Regions from separate parts of the Mus musculus genome. Here region 2 is linked to region 1. Evidence: chromatin contacts called from public promoter capture Hi-C data. All regions are on one chromosome and are shown on one strand. The core of a region is the stretch at or near the end of the contact, and the rest is flanking DNA. Distances in the headings are between cores, read along the strand shown. Region 1 has its middle 9.2 kb from the start of Aldoa. Region 2 holds the start of Prss53 (protease, serine 53).

Evidence for each region. Promoter capture Hi-C pulls out the DNA fragments that hold promoters and counts their contacts.
Region 2: a contact with region 1 is called in a promoter capture Hi-C map of liver, with 6 times the contacts expected there. The contact joins the promoter of Prss53 here to the enhancer-like site in region 1. A contact is called at or near these places in 4 of 39 promoter capture datasets (hematopoietic stem and progenitor cells, liver and pre-B cells), 1 of 484 Hi-C or Micro-C datasets (B cells), 1 of 115 datasets of contacts at active chromatin or transcription factors (pancreatic cancer cells) and 1 of 9 other capture datasets (adipose tissue).

Annotation. Positions count from the first base shown.
Region 1 is chr7:126,805,021-126,811,837 of GRCm38.p6, reverse strand. No RefSeq gene overlaps it. Among named protein-coding and RNA genes, the nearest start is that of Aldoa, 9.2 kb to the right of the region's middle. Within about 2 kb of position 2,602, at least 312 of the 459 cell types and tissues checked have an H3K27ac peak or open chromatin away from gene starts, as enhancers often do. A contact at or near this core is called in adipose tissue, hematopoietic stem and progenitor cells, liver and 2 more, where this site is marked.
Region 2 is chr7:127,887,014-127,893,830 of GRCm38.p6, reverse strand. Prss53 (protease, serine 53) reads left to right here and starts at 2,861. Exons shown (of 11, transcript NM_001081268.1): 1 at 2,861-2,972; 2 at 4,074-4,094; 3 at 4,190-4,352; 4 at 4,632-4,897; 5 at 5,031-5,185; 6 at 5,317-5,536; 7 at 6,182-6,332; 8 at 6,413-6,654; 9 at 6,736-6,817. The coding sequence starts at 2,915. It overlaps Vkorc1 (vitamin K epoxide reductase complex, subunit 1), which reads left to right. Exons shown (of 3, transcript NM_178600.2): 3 at 340-768. The coding sequence ends at 542.

The DNA.
Region 1 (6,817 bases), core at 1,353-3,852:
TTGGACCCTTCAGGCACAGACCCTGACAATCTCTCTAGCTTTCTTTTCAGTAACAGAAAGCCCATGGGGCCTGGTGGTGGCAACCTATGCCTTTAGTCTCATCACTTGAGAGTCTCATCACTCGGGCATGCAGATCTCAAGGCCAGCCTGGTATACAGAGTGAGTTCCAAGACAGTTAGAGCAGCATAATGAGACCCTGTCCTGAAAAAAAAAAAAAGATAAAACAACAACAAACAAACAAAAAAGAAGCTCTGGGGACCCAGCCATGGTAAGTGTATCCTGGGAGAGGAGGAGGCGAGTGGTGGTGACACTGTGTCCCAGGCCTCCTCTGCACTTGTGTTTCTGTGTGTGCATGTACATGCATGCACAAGCACACGTGGACAGCCAGAAAGGTTAGGAAAGCTGAGGATATTGGAAGACACCAAGGGAACAGAATGTCTTCATCGGCCAGCAGAGTCGGATTTGGATTTGAGTGGTTCATCAAATCAGTGAGCATTGTCTTCTAGGTGGTGTCAAAGGCTTGGGCTGTGGAAAGAAATCAGAAACAGCCCAGCACTAGCAGTCTGACCGAGGAGGGGCCAGGCAGACACAGAGAAGTCCATACCCTGTGATGAGGCCGGGGAGCGCAGAACCCAACTCAGCACCGATGGTCTGGAGTATGCAACCAGTCTGAAAGGGCGGAGCCGAGCACAGGCTGGAGGGACGAGAACCCTAACCCTAACCCTGTTTATATTCGCATATATGTCCTGGCCTTCCATAGGATGGTAGCAGGAGGGAAAGAAATTCGCTTTACTCTTTTTTTTTTTTTTAAAGATTTATTTATTTATTATATGTAAGTACACTGTAGCTGTCTTCAGACACTCCAGAAGAGGGCGTCAGATCTTGTTACAGATGGTTGTGAGCCACCATGTGGTTGCTGGGATTTGAACTCCAGACCTTCGGAAGAGCAGTCGGGTGCTCTTACCCACTGAGCCATCTCACCAGCCCTCGATTTACTCTTGGAGCTCTGGAGTGAAACCACAGGATGGTCAGGGTGGATGGTGCCAAGTCTGGAAAGCAGTTTTCTCCTGCAGTCGGTGGTGTGATCGGGTGTGAACAGGACCCGGCTGTTCATGCCTGCCATCCGGCACTCAGGGTGAGGCCCAGACCAAGCTACACTATAGCGTGACTTTCAGGACAGCCTGAGTTACAGAATGAGATCTTGTCTCAGCAAGCAAAATACAAACAAAAAAGAAGGAAAAAAAATTGTTGGGTTCAGAACGGAAGCTGAGAAAACTCACTTTAGAGAACGGAAGCTTAAAAATGGAAGTTTTATTTTCTTAGCGCTGAGGGAGGTGGGCAGCTCCGGATCTGATCCGAATTCCTGAAGGGAGACTGTCCAATATTTCTACAATATTTTTATAGGATGGGAACAAAAAGTGACGGGTAACAGGGTAGACTCTTGCATTGACCAATTATATTTTGACATAAAGGGTTAAAAAAGGAGGTCACTTTTGGTGACTGGGCCTTTCCCGGGTCATCTGGTTTCAGATCCTCGCGTCAGCTTTTGCAGCCTGGTCTCCTCCTGGACTCTGGTCTGGAATCTTGAAATGATAAGGGAACAAAGGAGTGGGCAAGTTGAACTAGTCAGTTAAGACTAGTAACACATGTCTTACTTGTGTGCCTTATGGCTTGTGTGCCTTAGTTTAGATAATGGAGATAACAGTATCTTCCTTCTCTGCATCCTTCACTGCTTAACAGACAAACACAAAACATCTGAGGAAGCAGGGTAGGAGTTGAGTTCTGGGGCCTGGGAACATGAGTTAAGTTCTGATTCTGCCATCCAGGTGGAACTCAGTCCTGAGATGGCTGAGCTCAGGAAACTACTCCCTAACAGAAATCACTTTGAAAATAATGCAAGGGCTGGAGAGATGATGACTCAGCGGTTAAGAGCACTGACTGCTCTTCAGAAGATCCTGAGTTCAATTCCCAGCAACCACATGGTGGCTCACAACCATCTGTAATAGGTTCTGATGCCCTTTTCTGGTATGTCTAAAAACAACTACAGTGTACTCATATAAATATAATAAATAAATCTTTTTTTTTAAAGAAAACTGCAAAAAGCGGGGGTTGAGGGGAGCAGAGAGTAATGCTGTTGAAGTGAGACGGGTTGAAAAATATTGATTCTTTCCATACAATTAACGAGGGAAGAAACGGTAGGCTTTGGGTAAGAGGAACGTGGTGCATAGTGTGTCCCCTCACTTGCAAGCCATTTAGAGCATCTGTCCTTTTCGAGGGAGCAGGGGAGTTGTCCTCCTTGTCTCCAGTTAATTCTTCTCTGGTTCCTCTCTGGAAAGTAAAGTTTAAAAACACAGTATGTCTGAGGCAGGCAGTTCTTCCTTTGCAGAAGAGGGAGTGGACCCAGCCTGTCTCCTACGACCTTCAGCATTCGACCAGCATCTCTCCAGGGCCAGCGGTGGCGAGAAGCGTGCTATTTCTGTCTAGTTACGGAGGGAAAGCTGGGAGCTGGCGATTACCTAGGGTCGAAGAAGGCAGGGCCAGTCCAATGAGGCGGGAATACAGTGTTTGGATCTCTGCGGCTGCCGTAGTCGCAGTACTGCGGTCCCCATGGCAACTGCAAGAAGCAGCGCCAACCTTCTGGGCGGTGCTGGCGCCTTGGCGGTTCGGACCTTAGGCGGCGCGGGATCTGTAAACTGCCCGCCGTCGATGGTTGTATGTGCTGTGGCCGCGTGGTCCGAGGGAGCAGGAACCTGGGGGCCGTGGAGGGAGGGCGTGGCCCGGCCGGAGGGGAAGGCGCTGGCTCTCCTGATCCTCGCCTGTCCAGTCTCCATCCGTGGGCCTCAGGTTTCCCACGCAGAACGAGAGAAAGAGATTGGGTACCCCGGATTAAGGGTACTCGATCTTTGAGCCCAGAATCTTCTCTCTTCTGCAGCTCCTGGACAGACTGGCGTTGCCCAGCCCCATGGACGTGAGTCCAGTGCTCTGTGCTCATCCGCCTCTGAGCTCGGACCAGGGGGGGGGCTTTCTATCCAATAAAAAGTCTTCTGGCTTAGGACAAGAGCTGGGAGACAGTGCCCAGGATGGACTTCCCCCCTGAGGTGGCACGTTTCTGGGATTCCTAGCAAGACAGTTTTTACTAGCACTCAGACAGCAGTACAGAGGCCCAGGAGCCAGAGCGAGGAGGGAACCTCTGGGAACTGCTTAGATTTCATCGTGATTGCGGGATAAGGGGTGGGGGTAGAGGCGTAGCCAGGGGCTGGGGTGGGGAAGCTTTGCCCCTGAAATAAACGTTGTTCTGAGTGGAGATGCCCGGGCAGCTGGTGCAGAAAGAAGCAAATTGGAAGAGGGGCCAAGGCTGAGAGCTGAAGGATTGGAAGGTTGTTATGCTGGAGTCAGATTCAAAACTCTGTGTAGAGAAGTATTCCCCAAAGAGCAGTGTTTCCCAGATGACTCTAAAGTGATGGCAGGTCCAGGATCGTGAGTGAGGATGTCAGGGGGACAGGCTGGGGAGTCAGGGTGTTGCTCTATTGCCTTCTCATCTAGTTCTGCATCCCTCCTGGCATCTCATCTCCTGCTCACGGCTTCCTCTGTGCTTCTCCAGGCCTCCCCTGGCCCGTGGAATCCAGCCCCGGCTTCCATCGGCCCTTCCTTGCAACTTCCCACCCCTGCTATCGTCTTCATCGCGGTGGGCATCTATTTGTTGCTGCTGGGCCTAGTGCTGCTGACTAGGCACTGTCTGCTGGTGAGGCGCCTGGTGTGGAAGAGAGGGTAGGCCTTGGGGAAGAGGAACCTGGTGATTAGTGGGGCCCCTCACCTGCAGGTCTTTATCTTGGGACACCTTTGTCATTTAGTCAGAGCAGCTGTCCTTTCCGTGGGAGCAGGGGAGTCTTCCTCTTGGACTCCGGTTAACCATTGTCTTGCCCGTCTCCAGAAATTAAAGTGGAGAGTTGTCCCCTCCCCGATGTCTGGCCCAGATCCTGAGTCTTGTCATCTCCTAGGCCCAGGGCTGCTGCACAGACTGCAGCTCCCCTTGCAGGAAACAAGGTGCCTCCGAGACCCAAGACTGTTGCTGGAGCTGTGCAGAAGCCTGTGACTTCCCTCTGCCCAGTCCCACCCACTGCCTGGATGCCTGCTGTCCTCATCTCAGTGAAGCTGTGAGTTCCATTCTTACCCCAGATTGCTCCCTCCGACCTCCGTCTGATCTGGGCCTTCATTTTCTTCAGTCAGCACATTCATTACTGAGCAGTAACCCTAGGCCAGGCACTGTCCCAGGTACTGAGTCATAGGCAGACAACTAAAAGCAACATAGTATCAGATTGTTTCTGGTGATGAAAGGTACTTGAAAGATAAGTGAATATAGGGTGAAATAAGTGAATAGGCGGGAGAAAGATGATTTGTGTGACAAGCCCATAAGCCCAGTACATAATCAGGGCCTGCTTCCTTTCTCTCTCTCTCTCTCTCTCTCTCTCTCTCTCTCTCTCTCTCTCTCTGTCTTTGAGACAAGAGTTCCTTCATTACGTAGCTCTGGTTGTCTGGGAACTAACTTGCTGTGCACACTAGGCTGTCTTTGAACTCACAAAGCTCCTCTGTTTCTGGAGTACTGGTACTAAAAGTGCACGCCACCATGCCCAGCCCAGAGTCAGGACTTCACCACACCCAGCCCAGTCGGTAGTCTGGACTTCTGTACAAGGTAGTTAAGACTGGGTGTAACATGGCCAAATGTGGGCCGGACCTGGCTCTGATCCCAAGAAAACACCCTCTGTCCATAGGCAAGTGTTCTGTTCCAGAGAACAGCTCCATTGCGCTCGCCAACAGAGCTGAGGATTTGTTTAAATCTAACATTACTTAACTTTTAAAGTTTTGTTTTGCAACAGGGCTTTGTATACTAGGCTGGCCTTAAATTCCTCATCTTGCTTCTGTCTCCCAAGTGCTGAGATTGTAGGTGTCCGCCAAAACATACCTGGCGTAATTTTAATTTTTTTTTTCACTTTTTAAAAAAGTTTTTCTTTTCTGTTTTGTTTCTTTTATTATTTTATTATCCTGTTTGGCTAGTTTAAACCTGTAAGAGGAAAGCAAGGTGGTGGTGGTAGTGGTGGTGGTGGTGGTGGTGGTGGCGGCGGCAGCACACGCCTTTGATCCTAGCACTTGGGAGCAGAGGCAGGCAGATCTCAGAGATTTGGGCCAGCCTGGTCTACAAAATACTTCCAGGACAAATGGGACTACCCAGAGAAACTCAGTCTTGAGAAAACAAACAAATAAATAAAATGAGTTTGTGAGAGGAATCTGTGTCCAATGGCCTTGCCAGAACGTGGCCTTGGACTTTGCTGTGGCCCTGCCACCATTCCCATGGGGCTGAGTTACCTTTTTCCAGATCGCTTTGGCTTTGTTCAGTCTGCTCCTAGGAGTCAACTGTGCTGTTTTTGCTTTGAACACATAAACACATCTCTTGCCCAAGTAGAATTAAATTTCATCTCAGCCATAACCACCTTCAGTATTAAGAAGAGCCATGTGTTCTCTTTGGTTCTGGCAACCTCGGTTCTAGCCAGAAAAATGGCCTTGGACCACAGCCTTTCTGACACATTTGCTCTTTAGAGGTCCTATTCCCAGCAAGCATCCACAGGTTCCAAGATGGCAGAAAATGTAGTTTCTTTTCTTTTTTTCCTTTTTTCTTCTTCTTCTTCTTCTTCTTCTTCTTCTTCTTCTTTTTTTTTTTTCCAAGATAGGGTTTCTCTGTATAGCCCTGGCTGTCTTGGAACTCACTTTGTAGACCAGGCTGGCCTCGAACTCAGAAATCCGCCTGCCTCTGCCTCCCAAGTGCTGGGATCAAAGGCGTGCGCTACCACCGCCTGGCTTTTTTTTTAAATTAAGTTATACTAATTATTAAGCAAGCTGGATTTTTGCTGGTTTGGTTGTTTTTTTCTTTGGTTTTGCTTTGCTTTTTTTGAGACAGGGTCTCACTATGTATACCTGGCTGGCCTAGAATTTTCTGTGCAAATTAGGCTGGCCTCAAACTCACAAAGATTCTCCTGCCTCTGCCTCTTTGGTGCTGGGATTGCAGGTGGGTTTTGCAACAGAAACCTACATTTTTATTACAAAAAGTATTGTTTCCAAAATATTCATTTAGCAGGGCAAAGCAGCAGAGCTCCTGGCTATTGTCAGATGATGCCAGGAGAGGGAGGGGGAGCAGAGAGAGGCGAGGAAGGTACCATTGTTTTAGATAAGCTTTGCAAAGTTGTCTTGTGTGCTGTTACCACCAAGCATTGCTGTTACCACCATGCATTTCCACCTCCCTGGCAAAGATGGACCCTGTCACATAGTCTGCTTCTTCACCACCATATATTGCACCTTGGCCAGGTATCCATGCCTGGACATGGAGATGTATATATACTATTTTGCCCGTCTAGCAGGGGAATGAGATGGCTTAGGGATGGTTGTAGCTTCGCTGGGTAATGCCAGTGGTACATAGCAAAGCCTTGGCTAGCAAATTGCTCCACAGTTTAAGCTGCAACAGAATCTTGGGGGGGGGGGAGCTGAACCACAGGAGACAACAGTTTTTACATTTGTGGGTTTAAAAATGTTCAATGTGATCAACCACCTTGGGTGATTATTTTGGGTGTACAGATTTAGACAGCAGAGTTCCTGTCCTTGGAGCGGTGACCTTCCTTAGCATGGGGGGGGGGGGGGGGCTAACAGACTGAGCCGAAGCAAATTCATAACTCGGATTGGCTGTACTTGGTTCAAATCCCTGGCAGATCTTTTGAGTTTCAAAATAAACGATGAGGGCTGGGAATGAAGCTTAGTTGGTAGAATGTTTGCC
Region 2 (6,817 bases), core at 1,612-4,111, 1.1 Mb before region 1:
TCTGGCCTAGAATTTGCAGGAACTCTCCTGCTTCTGCTTCCGGAGTGCTGGGACTGTACACCACCGTGCTCAACTGATAGTTTTTTGGTTTGCTTTGCTTTGGGAGACATTCCAGGTTGACCTTGAACTTCTTTTTGAGAGGACTCCAAAGTGTAACTTGTGTTTCATCTTGTGTAGCTTAGCAAGAGAATTTACTCTGGGTCCCAAGAATTATTGACCAGATGAGGCCCATCAGATCCTGTCTTAAGAGTACTTTCACCAGAAGCACCTGCTGTCTGTCATTGAGGAGGCATGACAGAGTTCTAGATATACCATTACTGACCGTCTCTTGTTTTACAGGTTGCTTGAGGGGACGTTGGGCCTCTATCCTACTGGTGCTGAGTTCCCTGGTGTCCGTCGCTGGTTCCGTGTACCTGGCCTGGATCCTGTTCTTTGTGTTATATGATTTCTGCATTGTGTGCATTACCACCTATGCCATCAATGTGGGTCTGATGTTGCTTAGCTTCCAGAAGGTACCAGAACACAAGACCAAAAAGCACTGAGTTCCCACCTCATGCCAGACTAACCTAACTTGCTTTGCCTTGGCACATGACCCTTGCCCAAGTGTGTGGGTTCCTAGAAGGCCCTACCCACATCATTCAAACCCCCCTCCATAACCACACACAGAGAAATGACCAAACGTGCCTCTAAGTTCTGTTCCCATGGGCTGCATTCTGCTGTTGGTTAAAGAGAAGGATTTTGAACAATAAATTTTTCTATGTTGGTCAAGTCTGTAGCATATGTCTGCCAGAGACCCTTCGGGGTGTCAGTCTTTCCCTGTTACTGCCTTCTCTAGAACTGGGGTGAGTCAGAGAGGATGGAGGGCCTGCCCGGAAGGAGAGGACACATCATCTCCAGCATGTGTAGTCAGCAAAACCTGGCACATCAGCCCCCATGTCTAGGAAACAAGCTTGAGCCTGCTGCCTACGGATCAGACCTCCTGTCGTAGGAGGGCCTGCCACACACCTGGAGGGCAAACTTGCTGGGAAGGAACTTCTTCCTGTGGTAGAGCTTGAACCCTGCAACTGCCTCACCTATCATCATGGCCAATCTTAACCCTGTGCAGGGCCAGGCTAAGATCCTATTTCTGTTTTTCCTAATGTGGACTAAGCACTTGACATCCCAAGCACTGTCAAAGAACCTGTGTTAACTTAGTAGATAATTACTACCATTGTTTCTGTATTCGTGAGGGAGCTAAAATGCTCTGAGAGTATATGTTTAGTACTGGGGAAGGGTTGGGGGAGGGAGATCTCAGATTAGCACACATCCCATAATTCACATTGCAGGGCTTTCCAAGGTAGGAAAGTGTTCTACCACTGAGCTATACGATAGCCCCTATATCATAATCTGTGTCTGCCTGGGCATTGGCTCGTGTCTTCTCTAAGCTCTGCTCACTGTTGCCTCTGTATCAGGGTCAGGTAATGGTGGAACTAGCCTAAACTGGGAGTCGGAAGGTGAAAAAGGATGTGACCTCAGTGTTCTACCCTCCATCCACACATTTGCCAGAAAGAAGAGCAATGCCCTGCCAGCAAGGAGGCAGACCCAGAGAGAGGATAGGATGAGAGCCACCCCTTTAACACACAGTCCTGCATGTTACCTCTGAAGCAAACTGAGGGGAGTGTATGAAACCTGCCTGGCCTTGGCCTGCAGGAGGCAGGGAAGCTGAGGGGAGTCTGAGGAGTCTGCCACTGCTCCACAGATGATGTTCTCATGCAAGAAGTAGCTGGTCTACAAGTCACCCTTGGCTAAACACTAACAGATTGCTTGCCTTCTTTTTGAAATAGTGTCTTGCTTTAGTCTAGGCTGGCCTTGAACTTGTTAGGCAGCTCAACCTAAACTCAAAAATCTGCCTCAGCCTCGAGGTACTGGAATTACATGTATATACCACTGTATTTAGAAAATTATTTACTATGTGTGAACATCTGCCTGCTTATGTATCCGCACCACATATGTCTGGTGCCTGCCGAGGGTGGAAGAGTGTTGGATCTGGAACTGGAATTACAGGTGTTTGTCAAGCTTTTGTGTGGATTTGGAACTCAAACCTGGGTCCTCTGGAAAGAACAGGTAGTGAAGAGTCAGTAAGCAATCTCTCTGGGGCCCTAAGCATGTTTTTAAAAAGTGTGTCTATGTGCGTGTGGCCGTGCGCTGAATATCATGGTGTGTGTAGAGTTCAGCTTGCAAGGATTCTTTGACATGTTAATCTGAGGAATCAAACCCAGGTAGTTGGGCTTGGTGACAAATGTCTTTGCATGGTCCTGGTGACATGGCTCAACAGGTAAAGACACCTGGCCATGTGCTTTCAAACCCTGGGAACCACGTAGAGGGAGAAACTGCTCACAGGTTGCCCCCTCTCTGGAATAAATAATTGAAACAGTCTTCCTTCCGTCCATTTGAAGGGGCTTTACTATTAGCCTATGTGTATGAGTGTTTTGTCTGCATGTGTGTTTATGTACTATATATGACTGGTGCCTTGGGAGGGCCGAAGACAGTGTCAGATCCCCTGGAACTGGAGTTACAGATCATGGTGTGAACTGCCCTATGGGAGCTGGGAATTAAACCAGGTCGTGCAGTTAATTGTTGCTCCATCTCTCCAGAATCTCCCAGGCACCCTTAAGTAATTAAGTTCTCCAGGTAAGGCACAAACAATTTCATTGTTCAAAATCATTGGAGGAACTAGGATTTGAACTGGAGGAGTATGGCTGGTAAAGAGCCAGAGAGGGGTAAGGGCCACACAACCACTGGCCCCAAGCTAAGCGCTGTTGGCTCCCTTCCAGCCCAGGAAAAGTAACACCTGACTGGAGGCGGAGCAGGGGTGGAGCCAGGGAGACCCAGGTGGCCTTTCTGACAGCCGGAGCACTGAGTGGCCTGGAGCAGCATGAGGCAGAGCTGGAGACCAGAGCTGCTTATTGTGGGAGCTGTGGTCGTGATAGAGGGTAAGTCCTTCAAGTATGAGGGACAGGGAGTGGCATTGTGTGTGTGTGTGGTGGTGGGGAGGCTCCTAAGCCTTCATCTGCCCCAGTAGACTGCAATTTGGTATGTAAGAGATCCTGAGGGGGCTACAGTCTCCCTGTGAATGTCCTTGGTGTGTGTCTTTTGGGGAGGGAGGTGTTCTTGGGGGTGAGGTGCTGAGGGGAGGTAACACAGAGCCTATTGTCAAAATGGCTGTGATTTTCCTGGGCCACGTTACAGCACTTTGGAAGAAGCTGTTAATATATTTAATCTTTACAGTAGTTCTTTAACTTGTGCTACTGTTCGATCTTGGTGAAGAAACAGAAGTACAGAAAAGCTAAATAATGTCCTTGAGACTACAGTCTAATGCCAGGGTTAGAAAGGGTCTGAGATCACTGTCTGAACGTGGATGGTGGATGTTGGGGGGGGGGGGTGTCTGTGTGTGCGTCTTGGTCTTGCCCTCTCTCTTATCCTCTACTTCCAGAAGGACCTCAGGCATGTTCTGGCCTCACTCACTGGAGGCTGTCCACACCAGCTCTGCCTCCGATGTACAGTAGACCTATTTGAGTGAGGCTGTGATGGGTTACAGGCATGACAGGGACCCACTGGAAAAGTAGACAGTTTGATTCATTAGGATGGGGTGGAGTGAGACTCACTTGGGGCCTCCCCCACTTAGGACATGACACAGACCTCTAATCTACCTTCTTAGGCTTCCACAGCTGAAGGGACAATTAGGCTAATGTTCTTCACATACACAGGCCACCTCTCTGACTCAGCGGTAAAGGCAGGAGTTAGGGGTTCGGAAGCCTGGAGGAGGGTTGGCCTACTCCCAAGGTAAACCCGAGGCCTTGTTCCTTGGGCCCAGGAGTGCTGAGCACAGCTGAGAGAATTAATGGCTGTGTACTCTGAATGAGCTCCAATAAAAGCTGCTTTTCCGCCTCATATAAATGTCTTCATTCTGGGAGGGGCTGGTGAGGTAGCCAGTCACAGATATGGACCCAGGGCCTGTCCTTCAATCCATCCCTCCACCCAACCTGGGCCAGGCAGTTACGGCACCCCCACAGCCTGTGTTTCTTTCTTCCTAGGTCTTCAAGCAGCTCAGCGTGGTAAGTGATGAGGACCTGGGCCCCGGGCTGCACTCAAGTATGAGTGAGGGGAAATGGTATTGGCTGCAGTTAGCATGATTCCCTCTTCTCTACAGCATGCGGGCAGCGTGGCCCTGGCCCTCCAGAGCCCCAGGAAGGCAACACATTACCTGGTGAATGGCCCTGGCAGGCCAGTGTGAGGCGACAGGGTGTACACATCTGCAGTGGCTCCTTGGTGGCAGACACTTGGGTCCTCACAGCTGCTCACTGCTTTGAAAAGTGAGTCACACTTTTCAGTCTCTCCGTTTGAGGGTGGATTTGTCCCTGTACCTCAAAATGCTTTCCTGCCTCTACAATAATAAGCATCATTCATGGAAAATGTGCCATGGAGCAGAAACACTGCCAGCTTAACCTTAGCAATCTTTCATGGTAGATGCTTTACAAAGGAATAAATGGAGCCTGAGAGGAGGGAACTGTGATGAAACCCATGTGCTCTTCCCCACGGTGCCATGTCTCCGCTGACTCTCAGCTGTCTGGCCCTTACCCTTCTCCTTTCAGGATGGCCACAGCAGAACTGAGCTCCTGGTCCGTGGTCCTGGGTTCTCTCAAGCAGGAGGGGCAGAGCCCGGGGGCTGAGGAGGTGGGAGTTGCTGCCCTGCAGTTGCCCAAGGCCTATAACCACTATAGCCAGGGATCAGATCTGGCCCTGCTCCAGCTCACCCACCCCACCGTTCAGACAACCCTCTGCTTGCCCCAACCCACCTACCACTTCCCCTTTGGAGCTTCTTGCTGGGCCACTGGCTGGGACCAGAACACCAGTGATGGTAAGTACTATCCTAGACAGAAGTCTAGAGAGGCACTTTGCTTGCCCAGGCTCAAACAGAATCAGTTCCTGACTGTGAGAGGCCCCTGCTCCCATTGTTCCAGGGCTAGACTCAACATTCTCTCCTTTGCCAGTTTCCAGAACCCTACGGAATCTGCGCCTCCGTCTCATCAGCCGCCCCACTTGTAACTGTCTCTACAATCGGTTGCACCAGAGGTTGCTGTCCAACCCAGCAAGACCTGGGATGCTCTGTGGGGGTGCACAGCCTGGGGAACAGGGGCCCTGCCAGGTCTGATGAATACCGGGGGGGGGGACGCAGGGAGGTCTAGTCTAGGGCTGAGGGCCCAGTCCTTAGAGGAGGGTATGGGGCTTGTATTGGGGCTCAGGTGGCTCTGCTTTTGGCTCTTTTTCTGGCTCCAGGGAGATTCTGGGGGACCTGTGATGTGCCGTGAGCCTGATGGACACTGGGTCCAGGTTGGAATCATTAGTTTCACATCAAAATGTGCCCAAGAGGACACCCCTGTGCTGTTGACTGACATGGCAGTACACAGTTCATGGCTGCAGGCCCATGTTCACGAGGCAGCTTTCTTGGTGCAGGCCCCAGGAGTTGTGAAGATGAGCGACGAGAACAGCTGTGTAGGTAGGTATGAGAACGGGTATCAGGACTGGGGTGTACGGGGACACCCAAGCCACATCAAGACTTCCTGAACAGTGGGTGGAAGGGCAAGGAAACAAACTTCAGCTCAGACTCAGCCTAGATGTGGCCAAGCGAGAACCAGGAGATTTGCTAAGGCCCCTTTTAGGATAGAAAGAACCCCACTGGGGCCAGGGAGTTTAAAGATCTGGGTGAAATCTGGCTGGCTTCAGGGGAAAGCTGCAAGTTTCCAGAGCGGAGATTCAGGGAGGTGAGAGAGGGCAGGGCCTGCAATGCAAATTGCATGCAAAGTCATTCCTGGGAAGGAAGCTTGGTTCTGATAGCCAGAGTTTTAGGGCTGGTACAGGCTTGGAGAAGTGCAGATGGGAGGGGGGTTGGGCAGAGCCCTTCCCGGTAAGACTAGATGGATACTGTCAGACATCAGGATTAAAAATTGTCTTTGATTCCCAAGTGGTCTACCTGGCTTGGGTTACAGAGCTCTAGGCTAAGCTCTGTTACTTTGGTTACCTTTGGTAAAGAGGCTGAAAGTCAACTCGGAAAAGGATATATAGGAAGATTTGCTAACTTACAGAAGCACTCAGCACTGAGTGACCACTAAATAAACTGGATGATGTCATTTGCCTGTTTCAGCATGTGGCTCCTTGAGGAGTGCAGGACCCCAGGCAGGAGCGCTCTCTCAGTGGCCCTGGGATGCCAGGCTGAAGCACCACGGGAAGCTGGCTTGTGGTGGAGCTCTGGTATCGGAGGTGGTGGTGCTGACGGCTGCTCACTGCTTTATCGGGTGAGCCTTATGTCTCTCTCCTTTGTGCCCCTTGTCTCAGCTCTATCACTCAGTGCTGCCAACCCTGCCTCTCAACACAGGCGCCAAACCCTAGAGGAATGGAGCGTAGGACTGGGGGCTGGACCAGAGGAATGGGGCCTGAAGCAACTCATTCTGCACGGGGCCTACACCCACCCAGAAGGCGGCTATGATGTGGCCTTCCTGCTGCTGGCTCAGCCTGTGACATTGGGCCCTGGCCTAAGGCCCCTCTGCTTGCCCTATGCTGACCACCACCTGCCTGATGGTGAACATGGCTGGGTTCTTGGGCTGACCCAAAAAGCAGGTACATAGGAACAGGGACCCTGACATCTGTCCACTGAACCTGGAGGCAACTGAAGCATCTAGGCTCTGCCTTTACTTACAGGCATCAACTACCCCCAGACAGTACCTGTGACAGTCCTGGGGCCGATGGCCTGTAGCAGACAGCATGCAGCTCCTGGGGGCAC